Regions from separate parts of the Gasterosteus aculeatus genome. Here region 1 is linked to region 2. A link is a contact called in public Hi-C data. All regions are on one chromosome and are shown on one strand. Each heading gives the region's core, a stretch centred on a gene start, on an enhancer-like site or on the middle of the called end of the contact. The rest is flanking DNA. Distances are from core to core; before and after follow the strand shown.

Evidence for each region. Hi-C and Micro-C count contacts between places; a contact is called where the count stands out from the background.
Region 1: a contact with region 2 is called in a Hi-C map of skeletal muscle, with 2.5 times the contacts expected there. The contact joins the enhancer-like site here to the promoter of znf385d in region 2. A contact is called at or near these places in 3 of 6 Hi-C or Micro-C datasets (skeletal muscle and whole body).

Annotation. Positions count from the first base shown.
Region 1 is chr20:5,016,029-5,020,409 of fGasAcu3.hap1.1, reverse strand. No RefSeq gene overlaps it. Among protein-coding and RNA genes, the nearest start is that of LOC120810496, 14 kb to the left of the region's middle. Within about 2 kb of position 1,774, at least 1 of the 9 cell types and tissues checked has open chromatin away from gene starts, as enhancers often do.
Region 2 is chr20:4,983,732-4,988,346 of fGasAcu3.hap1.1, reverse strand. It overlaps znf385d (zinc finger protein 385D), which reads left to right and starts at 2,586. Exons shown (of 8, transcript XM_040165967.2): 1 at 2,586-2,881. The coding sequence starts at 2,860.

The DNA.
Region 1 (4,381 bases), core at 525-3,024, 33 kb before region 2:
ACGAATCCCCCATGGACAGATTTTGAAGTCCAACAACATGATTCCTTTTGAACCAAAACACAATCGGTATCACCAGTTGAAAGGAGGCGACGATCGAGAAGATGAGAGAAACGCCGGTCTCGCTGTGGCTTTACGTGTTAATTATTGTGCTTATCTGTGTGTAGAAAAGGTGAAACGTTTCATCACTGCAATCTGAAATGTATAAACATTTCAAAAGGATGTAATTATTTCAGCATCAGAGCTTGATGTGATTGGAGGTAAAGGTCTGAAGAAGGTGATAAATTGTAATTAGTAATCTGCTTTTCACTCAGGCAGTTACTGCTTGTTATGAGCTGCGGATACAAACGTTTGAAATTAAACTTTATGACACAATGAGGTGCAAAGAAGGTTTTGTTCTTATCAAGTTAGCGCACTGTCATCTGCATGCTTGTGTTTTAACACTCACTGTCAAGACAGTGTGTTTCTCGCAGGAAGGTTGTGTTTCATGTTCATCATCATCATCATCATCATTAGGCGTCTTTGTGTGCAGTCAGTTACAGATATTCAGACGCTGAAGCTGCTCTTGCTGAAAGTTCAATAATAACACTTTCCATATTTCATCTGGACTCTGTGTTTCTTCTTTCCCCACCACGCTCGTCGATTCTGAATGTCCGCGATGACAACGTGGCCTTTTTGCATTTGTCATCTTTACTCAAACGCTGCTCTCCTCTCTGCTATCAGTGTGTTGCCTGGAAGCCCAAAGCAGGCGTTGCTTAGTTTTGGCTGAGTCTTCGTTAACAAACCCTTTGGATGTTATTCGTGGGAGGAAATCCATGCAAACATAATTCAGGACAGAGAAAGAAGCCGCTTTCTGTTTTTCAGACTCATCTATTTGTAATGATGTTGACTTTTCTGGCAAAGGAAAAAAACAGACGAGGAAACCGGATCGGTGCAGTGCTGAGTTTGACCTGCAGGTGACAGCAGTAGCATATTTAATATGTGCATACTTATGTATGTGCATGTACATGCTTTACGCGCACACACGCACGCAGACATGTAAACAAGCCTAAAGATCATTGTTTTAATATTTTTCTTTAGTTAGATTTTGCAGCTTTAGCTCCGATTCATGTAAACTGATGTTTGATCAGCTCTTTTGGGGATAAATCTCTCTCTGCCAGCAGCCCTGTTCTTGTTTGAAAAGAAAAACAAATAAGTAAATCAAATCCATTTCAATCAAAAAGGGGGATATTTCATTCAAAGTTGTGCGATATTCTAATAAAGTCTTTTGAGATGTGAAGTGCTGCGGGACCGACTCGACCGCTGCTGTTCTCACCAGACTCCAGCTGTGTTTTCACCACTTTGCCCGCCAAAGAAAGGAGCAGTGGAGTTGCTGACTTCCCCCTGTGGGTTTGAAGTGGTGACAAATAAAATGAGGTTTTCTTTGTTCTCTGCGCTTGCTTTCTGTCCTCGAGCACAACCAATTTTTTTTTTTCTTTGACAGGTTCCTTCATTTAAAAAAAAAAAAAGACCAAAAAGGATAAAAAAGAAAATCAAATCTACGGTGTGCATGGAGTTATAACTATAATGCCATGGCAACTGCTCCGAGGCGGTTCTTTTCCAACATTTGGGATGGTAGTTTTCAGAGAGCGCAGATGATGTGATATAATTGATACAAACCTTCAGCACAGAACACGGTTTCCTTCGTGGAGCTGTGAGGTTTCATTAACCCGCTGCTCACCCAAGACAAGGCTTTTGCTGAGCATGTTGTTTCACACGATTGCTCACATTCCCAGCTGGAAGCGGGCCCGGCCCCACCTCTGGAGCAGCTGGCTGTTATTAGCCTCTCTCCTCGGCAACATGAGGTAACTCTGCACACCAAAAAAGGGATTTCTCAAAAGCAGATCAATTTGCCGTCCAAGGTACGTTGACAAAAAAAACAAAACCCCAAAGGCCGCATTGATTTTTATTGGGCTGTCCTGGAACAAGGAGCCAATCTCATAAAGTCATTTTATACGACGTGAAAGTACTCAGGACAAAAAGAGGAGGTTTAACATTCGGTCAAATAAACCCACCCTTAAAAAAAAAAAGGAGGACGAAGGGGCTCTTTCGCTGCGGCAAAATGCTAAACGCCACCTCAGCAGAGGGTCGAACCTCGTGTTGAAATCCGCTGTGAACTCATTCCCTGCTGCCGGGGATCACAGTGCAGGTTTGTCTTCTGCCGGACGGTACAGAGGACGTGCTGTGATGACCTTCAGTAAGGACATCCTCCGTCCTCCCGATGGGGGAAGGGGTGGGGGGGGGGGGGGGGGGGGGCTGATGGAGTGGTTGACCCTGGGTGTTAAGTAATGAGGTGGTGGTGGTGGTGGTGGTAGTTAAATTGAGGGGGAGGGGGCCGAGGGAAGTGTTTAATGTGAAGGGAGGAGCAGCTGGCAGAGGCAGCGGTTGGATCTGTTCCTCGGGCCCAAAGATGAGGAGCTGCAGCGAACCCCCGCCCCCCCCTCCCCACCCCCCAACACCTCGGCCAGTTCGTTCAGAGAGGAGAGCCCTGATAGCCAGATCAGAGAGATCCCCCCCGCAGGAAACACCGCCATTCCTCTCCGGCGTGCTCACGGCGTCTTATCGCCTGCTCGCGGCGCCATAACGTGGCTGTTGTCGGGTTGCGCCACTCGGCACGCCTTCACGACGCCTTCCAAATCCCCGCAGGGAGATAAGCGGCGGAGGCCTTTTAGGTGTGCAAGCGATGCTGAGATGGGGAGCAAACAGACACACGAACCTTCATGCACAGGACGCTGGGGAGGAATAGGAGGGGGGAGGAGGGGGGGGTGCTTCTCCTTGTTTTAAGTTACTCCACCGAGGCCAGTGCAGGAACCTTTTTTGGGCATCAACATGTGAACTAGTGTGTCCAGGGAGAAAAAAGTCAACCCTCAGCGAGCTGCATGTAAGACGGAGGAGAGACCGATGAAGCATTGCTGGTTATTATTTTTAATACGTGACGCTTTGATAAATTACAAAAGGTTAGCACTGTTAGCACTGTTAGCTGCTATCAGCTAGCTCAGACATCAGCCATGTTGTGAGCCTTTGAGAGGCAGCAGATATGCTCCCAATCTCGTAAACAGCACCTGTAAATAAGAAGACTGCAGATTTATTTCATATTTAAATATCCGGCCCCGTCTGACGCCTCTTCTGGACCTCAATTAATGACTTCCAACTGCAGAAAAATGTCATTATTGGTAAATTGATCAAAGGACTAACTGTGCAAAGGGAAGCCTAATATGTGAAGTGCACATGATAAAAAAAAATAAAAAATCAAATTTTTTCACAGAAATAAATCCTTAATTTCAAACAGAAAATGAACAGATGGACCCACGGTAATTTTGTCTTTGTCGAGTGCAATATTAATACAATGGTAAACTCATTTTTCAACTCTGAAATGCTCAAAAATAGGGCAGCAAGGGTTTTTCTCCAGTCAATGTTCCCACATGCACGCCGACACGGTCCGGCTCTTTCTCTCTCATTCCTCTTTGCATTTGGTGCCATTCAATTTACCCAATTGCATTTGTTTTCCAGGGCTCTTGTTCATTTGTGTGCACGATAATGGACAACTGCGTGCGTTTATTTTTTTTCCTTCCCTCCAGCTCCAAATTGCGGCGAGAAGCAGGAGGAGAATTGTAAAACACATTTATCTGCCTCAGACATCCGTCTCCGGTCTGAATATTGAAAGCAGCCGGCTCGGAGTCTTGGCGGTCTGTCCTTGGGCCTCGTCGACGGTGCACCGTGCGTCCGAGGGGAGCTTCCGCGGCGGCCCCCCGGTGATTCACGTTGCCCGAGCAGCTTTACATGCAGAGGAGGTGGACTGAGTGCATCGACAGAAATAATAAACCGTATCAGAAGCCTGCAAGTAACCGGTGAAGTGACGCAGAAGGGAAAGCAATGAAGTGCGTGGAGGTGACTGTAAATAAGTAATAATATCTGTGTGGCAACAAGCAGAAGCTGCACATATTGACGGAGTACTTTGCCCACGTCTATATATAAATCTGTATATAGTCAAATATTGGAGAGCATGCATGTGTTGAAGTAATGCTGATATATGTAACTGGATAAATGACACTTCCATTATAGTCTATGAGAATTCAGAGACACACACTGCGAGTAATTGATATGCAAATAGCCAATTTGTGAAGTTGAAGTGTTTCTTTAAACTGCTTTGAGTATCATTTGAAGCATCCTTGCAGGTGTAACTTTCACAGACTAAATATGTTGACTAAATGATGATAATGGCAAGCAATAAATTCTTAATGCTACCCTCCATGCCTGGATCTGATAGCGTCAGACACAATAACATGTCTTGTGTCATTATTTTGTATACAGGCCGCCTCTCAAAGCTTTTTCTTTTGCAGAAAAC
Region 2 (4,615 bases), core at 1,337-3,836:
CACGCGACGATCTGGATCCCGACGAGGAAGTCGTGGACAAAAACAAAAGTCAAATGAAAATGAAAAATACGAAGGTCCGCCGACCAAACGCCCTCGTGCAGTTTGCGCGGACGAAGCGGACAAATCGATTTTTTGCAATTACATAGAGCAAACATCGCAGCAGGTGGGAGGCATCGGCGACGTGTCGGATCTGGGTTTGTGGCTGTTATGTAATTAACGTTTTGCATTGCGGATTACATTTGAGTACAAAAGCCCTAAAATAAAATACCAGGCAAACCCCCACCAGAACAAAAATAAACCCGGCTCGTCATTTGAGAAGGCATTCTTCTTCTAAAAGACTCCTCAATGTGCTACCGACGAGAAATAAGAGAAAATACTTCTGAAAAGGACATTCGCGGCTCCACAGAGTGCGCCTTTTTTCAGAGATGGCACATGGAAACGTAACTGGAAAATCAATTGGTTCACCATCTCTTTATAAATGATGTGTAATCTTCCACAACATTGCAGTTTCATTGTCATTTATATTTCCCTTTGTGTTGCCGGTCGTAATGTAATTGTGTGCATTTGGCCGTAATGTCTGCATCCTACCAACACGTTCATATGGTTTTGTTATTTGGATATTATCAATGTTTTTTTGTGTGTGTCATTTGATTGTATAATTTAGTAAGCGTGAGTGGTGTCTATCTCTTTCTGTAAGTCTGTGTGTGTGTGTGTGTGTGTGTGTGTGTGTGTGTGTGTTAAGAGCCAACATGTACAGGGGAGCAGCAGTCTCATGGCTGCAGGAGCAGAGCAGCAGCAGCCTGATATCAGCTCCTGTTGAGTCTGATTACACCCAGCGTGAGAGAGGGGGGAGAATAAGAGAGAGAGAGAGAGAGTTAGTGCAAAACAAGACAGAAGGAAGCGAAATGCAACGAAAAGACTGTCAGGGAATGTGCGAATGTCAGAGAGAAAACAAAAGCGTGAGTGTCAGCAACAAAGGATGGAAGGGACGTGTAAAAGAATTGTAGTGGCAGATAAAAAAACAGAATCAATCAGTGCACTTAAGTGACTGTGTTACTGTCAGATTTCTGCAGTAATCAGATTACCTAAATGTCATGTTAACAAGAAAGCCGGTGTCCATAATTGGGGTGCTGCGATTTAGGTTTCCCTAATCGCCTCGTTAGATATCTTCTGGAGAAAAGACTTTGTAGTGGGAAAGCAGAGCATGAAGGCAAAGATTTGCCGATGCGAAAGCGTTTCGAATGAATTGAATCAAAGTCGGAGCAGAATTTAAAGTCACGCAGCCTCCAAAAATATTAATAAATCAGGTTTTAGAAAGAAAATCTGTAAAATAAAATTAAAATAATGAATTAAACATCCTGGAAAACATAAAGTTGAGAATGGGAGAGAATGCAAACTGCAAAAAAAAACAACCTGTATTGTCAATATAAATCATGTCAAATGAAAGCTGGCGAGTGTCGAGTTTGGACGCGTGCTTCGAGGCAGCAGTGGGTTCATTAAGAGATTTTACAGCTAGTGATTAAAACAATTCTTCCACCGGCGGCGGCTTCGTGCAGCACGTCTCATCTAACAAGCTTTGCATTGATGTCGATGGAAGATACTTCTGTCCGTCCGGTTGAGTCACGCTCCTCTTCTCTTTCATTTGTTGGTCACTTGAGCAGAACAACATTCGTCTGAAGTTGTGTCAGGCGGCCCGGACCAAGTCTCCCTCCAGCTCTGTTTCGGTCTCCAGCTGCTCCCCTCTGGAAACATCTGGCTCTTTACGCTCGCTTCACGATTCACGACATTCGCCCTGATTTTCCACGCGTGAAAATGTTTTTGGAGATCCAACGATCAGATCAACGGGTAAAGTCCACCAACCCGACCTCCTCCCCACCCGGACTCCCATCCACTCACTTGATGATCCAGAAGCAAAATACCTTCCTCTCCAGAAGAAGAATTCACATGCAAAGACCAAGAGCCAGATGGTCGCCAGACGAATCCCGCAGGTTAATATCTAAATATCTGGAAACCTGAGGGAGGGGTCTGTCTCACAAATAGGACACATGTAGGAAAACATCTAGTCCGGCACGTTGGTGTTTAAATGTGACGTAGCAGAGTTTGGAACTTGGCTTCAGCGGCTCATTGCTTCAGTGCACCGGCTGTAGTTCCTACCGTTCTTCGTCTGCAGCGTGGGGCCATTGCTCCTAGAGAGAGGGGGGGGGGGGGGGGTGAGACAGGAAGGGAGAGAGAGGGAACAGTCAGAATAAAGAAAAACGAGCGAGCCGGAGATGCAAGCATGGGAAAGGGGAATAGGATCAAATAAATGAGATGCAGCGGGTGGAAATGCGAGCAGAGTGAGAGTCAGAGAAGCAGAGTTGACACATAAAACAAACACGAGACACCCAGAGAGAGACACACACACACGTTGGTGAAGAGGAGGCTGTTGCTGTAATAAAATAAATAAAATAAGAGTAGATAGACACATCGGAAGAAGAGTAAAGACAGAAAGAAGGGGGGGGGGGGACCCGTGTGTGGAGGGGGGAGGAGAGGAGGAGCAGACAGACAGCGGAGAAGGGGGAGCTAAAGAGGAGGGGAGGGGAAGAGACGGGCGAGGGAGGACCAGTGCTACAAGCGAGAGAGAGAGAGAGAGGGAGGGGGAGAGGGAGGGAGAGAGAGGGAGGCAGATACGGGGGTCCACAGTCAGCGGCGGCGTGCAGAGAGCAGCATGCAGGCTGGCCGTTGAGGCTGCAGTCGGATTTGAACGCACATGCACAGACGCACACACCCCTGAGGAGTGTGTGGGACGTGCACGGGCTGCCGTCCATGGACACACACACACCGGCAGGGCAGCAGAGAGGACATACAGCGTGAGGAGACATGGAGAGCAGCATGTTTTTTGGTGAGTGTGCTTACATGTTTGTTGTAATTTCATCCTCTCGTTTTATTTGTAGGTGTGTGTCTGTCTGTGTGTGTGTGTGTGTGTGTGTGTGTGTGTGTGTGTGTGTCTGTGCAGAATCCCTCATCTAAATGTGTGTTTTCTCGCTTGTTCTGGATACTGAAAGCAAGAAGAGAAGAAGCGGTGGTTTTCATTAGGAGAAAAAGAGTGTGAAGTTACACACCTGGGTTGTTTTGTGTGTGTGTGTGTGTGTGTGTGTGTGTGTGTGTGTGTGTGTGTTCCCGTCCCCTACACTCGGGTTGCCTGTTTCTTGTCGTGCAAACTAAAGACGAGGGAAAAAAGAGCCGCCTGCACACAACAACAAGAAGAAGCGATGAGAAAGGAAGTGTGAAGTTGCGCACCGAACTGTTGAGAGGAGCCGCTCACCAGGTAGCCCTCTTCCTCTTCCTCTTCCTCACCTTCTGGTTTATTACACCCAATCCCAGGCGGATGGAACCCAGGCTTTGGTTTCCACGTGTGGCCGTTCGAGCGGCTGACCGTCCAAATGAGATCGGGGACGCGCGGGTCGAGAGCACACTTGATATTCTCGGAGGAAGGCCCCTTCCATTAGATTTGATGGAGGAGGCTTAGGGAGACTTAATGCTCCTCTTCAAGGGCTCTTCTCACGGCCGGCTTACGGTCACACAGGGAGGGGGGGGGGGGGGGGGGGGGGATCCGGAGTTCTGAGAGGGGTGATTAGTTATGAAAGACTCTTTTTTTTCTCATTCCGGTGGATTAAAGTGACCCGGAGTCACAGAGCGAGGCTTGTACGGTCTGATTACGCCGTGCACGGGGGGGAGGAATCAGCTGTCAGCTCTTTGAGATCCACCAGGTCAGGTGTGCGGGCTTCTGGAGAGCAGGCGGGTGATGCAGGTCTGGTTAGCCGGTGAGATGGGTTTTGGAATGTGGCCCCTTTTTTGACCCCCCCCCCCCCCCCAAAAAAAAAAAAGAGATGGAGAAGCTGGAGACAGCCTCAAGGAAAGAGCGGCTCGGGCGGGTCGCTGCGGTTTTGTGGGTTTTCCGTGCTTCGTTTTTCTCAGACAAAATACGGTGAAACGTCTTCTCTCACTCGGTGTGAAACAACACAACAACGGGAGTAAAGGTCAGCGGGAGTAAAGGTCAGCGTGTGCGTCGACCACGCGGCTCTGAGAAAAAGGGGATGGTGTCACTTAAGAGGGTTGATAATACAGCTCTGCTGATTCATCATGAGACCCCTTGACCTCTTTACCAACAAGGCACCGACATGGAGAAGGAAAGGAGAATAAACAGAGCGTAAGTTGCATTAAACGCCGTCCTCGTGCAGCAAAAGGCAAAGCGCACCACAACCCGGCAGGCTAATGGATCTTGAGTGCGCGCTGCAATCATGCGAGCTTTCAGAGTCGTCGGGGCCTCGTATGGAAATCTATCCGGCGCGACGCCGTTTAGCGGCGCGCTAAGCGTCTTTCTGGTTAACCTGCAGAATTACACAGCTGTGTTTATTAGGCAGCGAGCGCTACAGCGTGCTAACAGGCGGGAGGGGGGGGGTTGCGTACCTCGGGGTCAAACGCACGCGATGGAATGTCACGAGAATGCGGTGAGTTTACCTTGTGAAGGTTAAGTGGAAAATCTGTGAAAGTGAAGCTTTAACGAGAAAAAGAAAAAGGAAAAGAGCGAAGGCTTTAAATCCGCCCTTTGTGCTCACTTTGTTTGATGTAATAT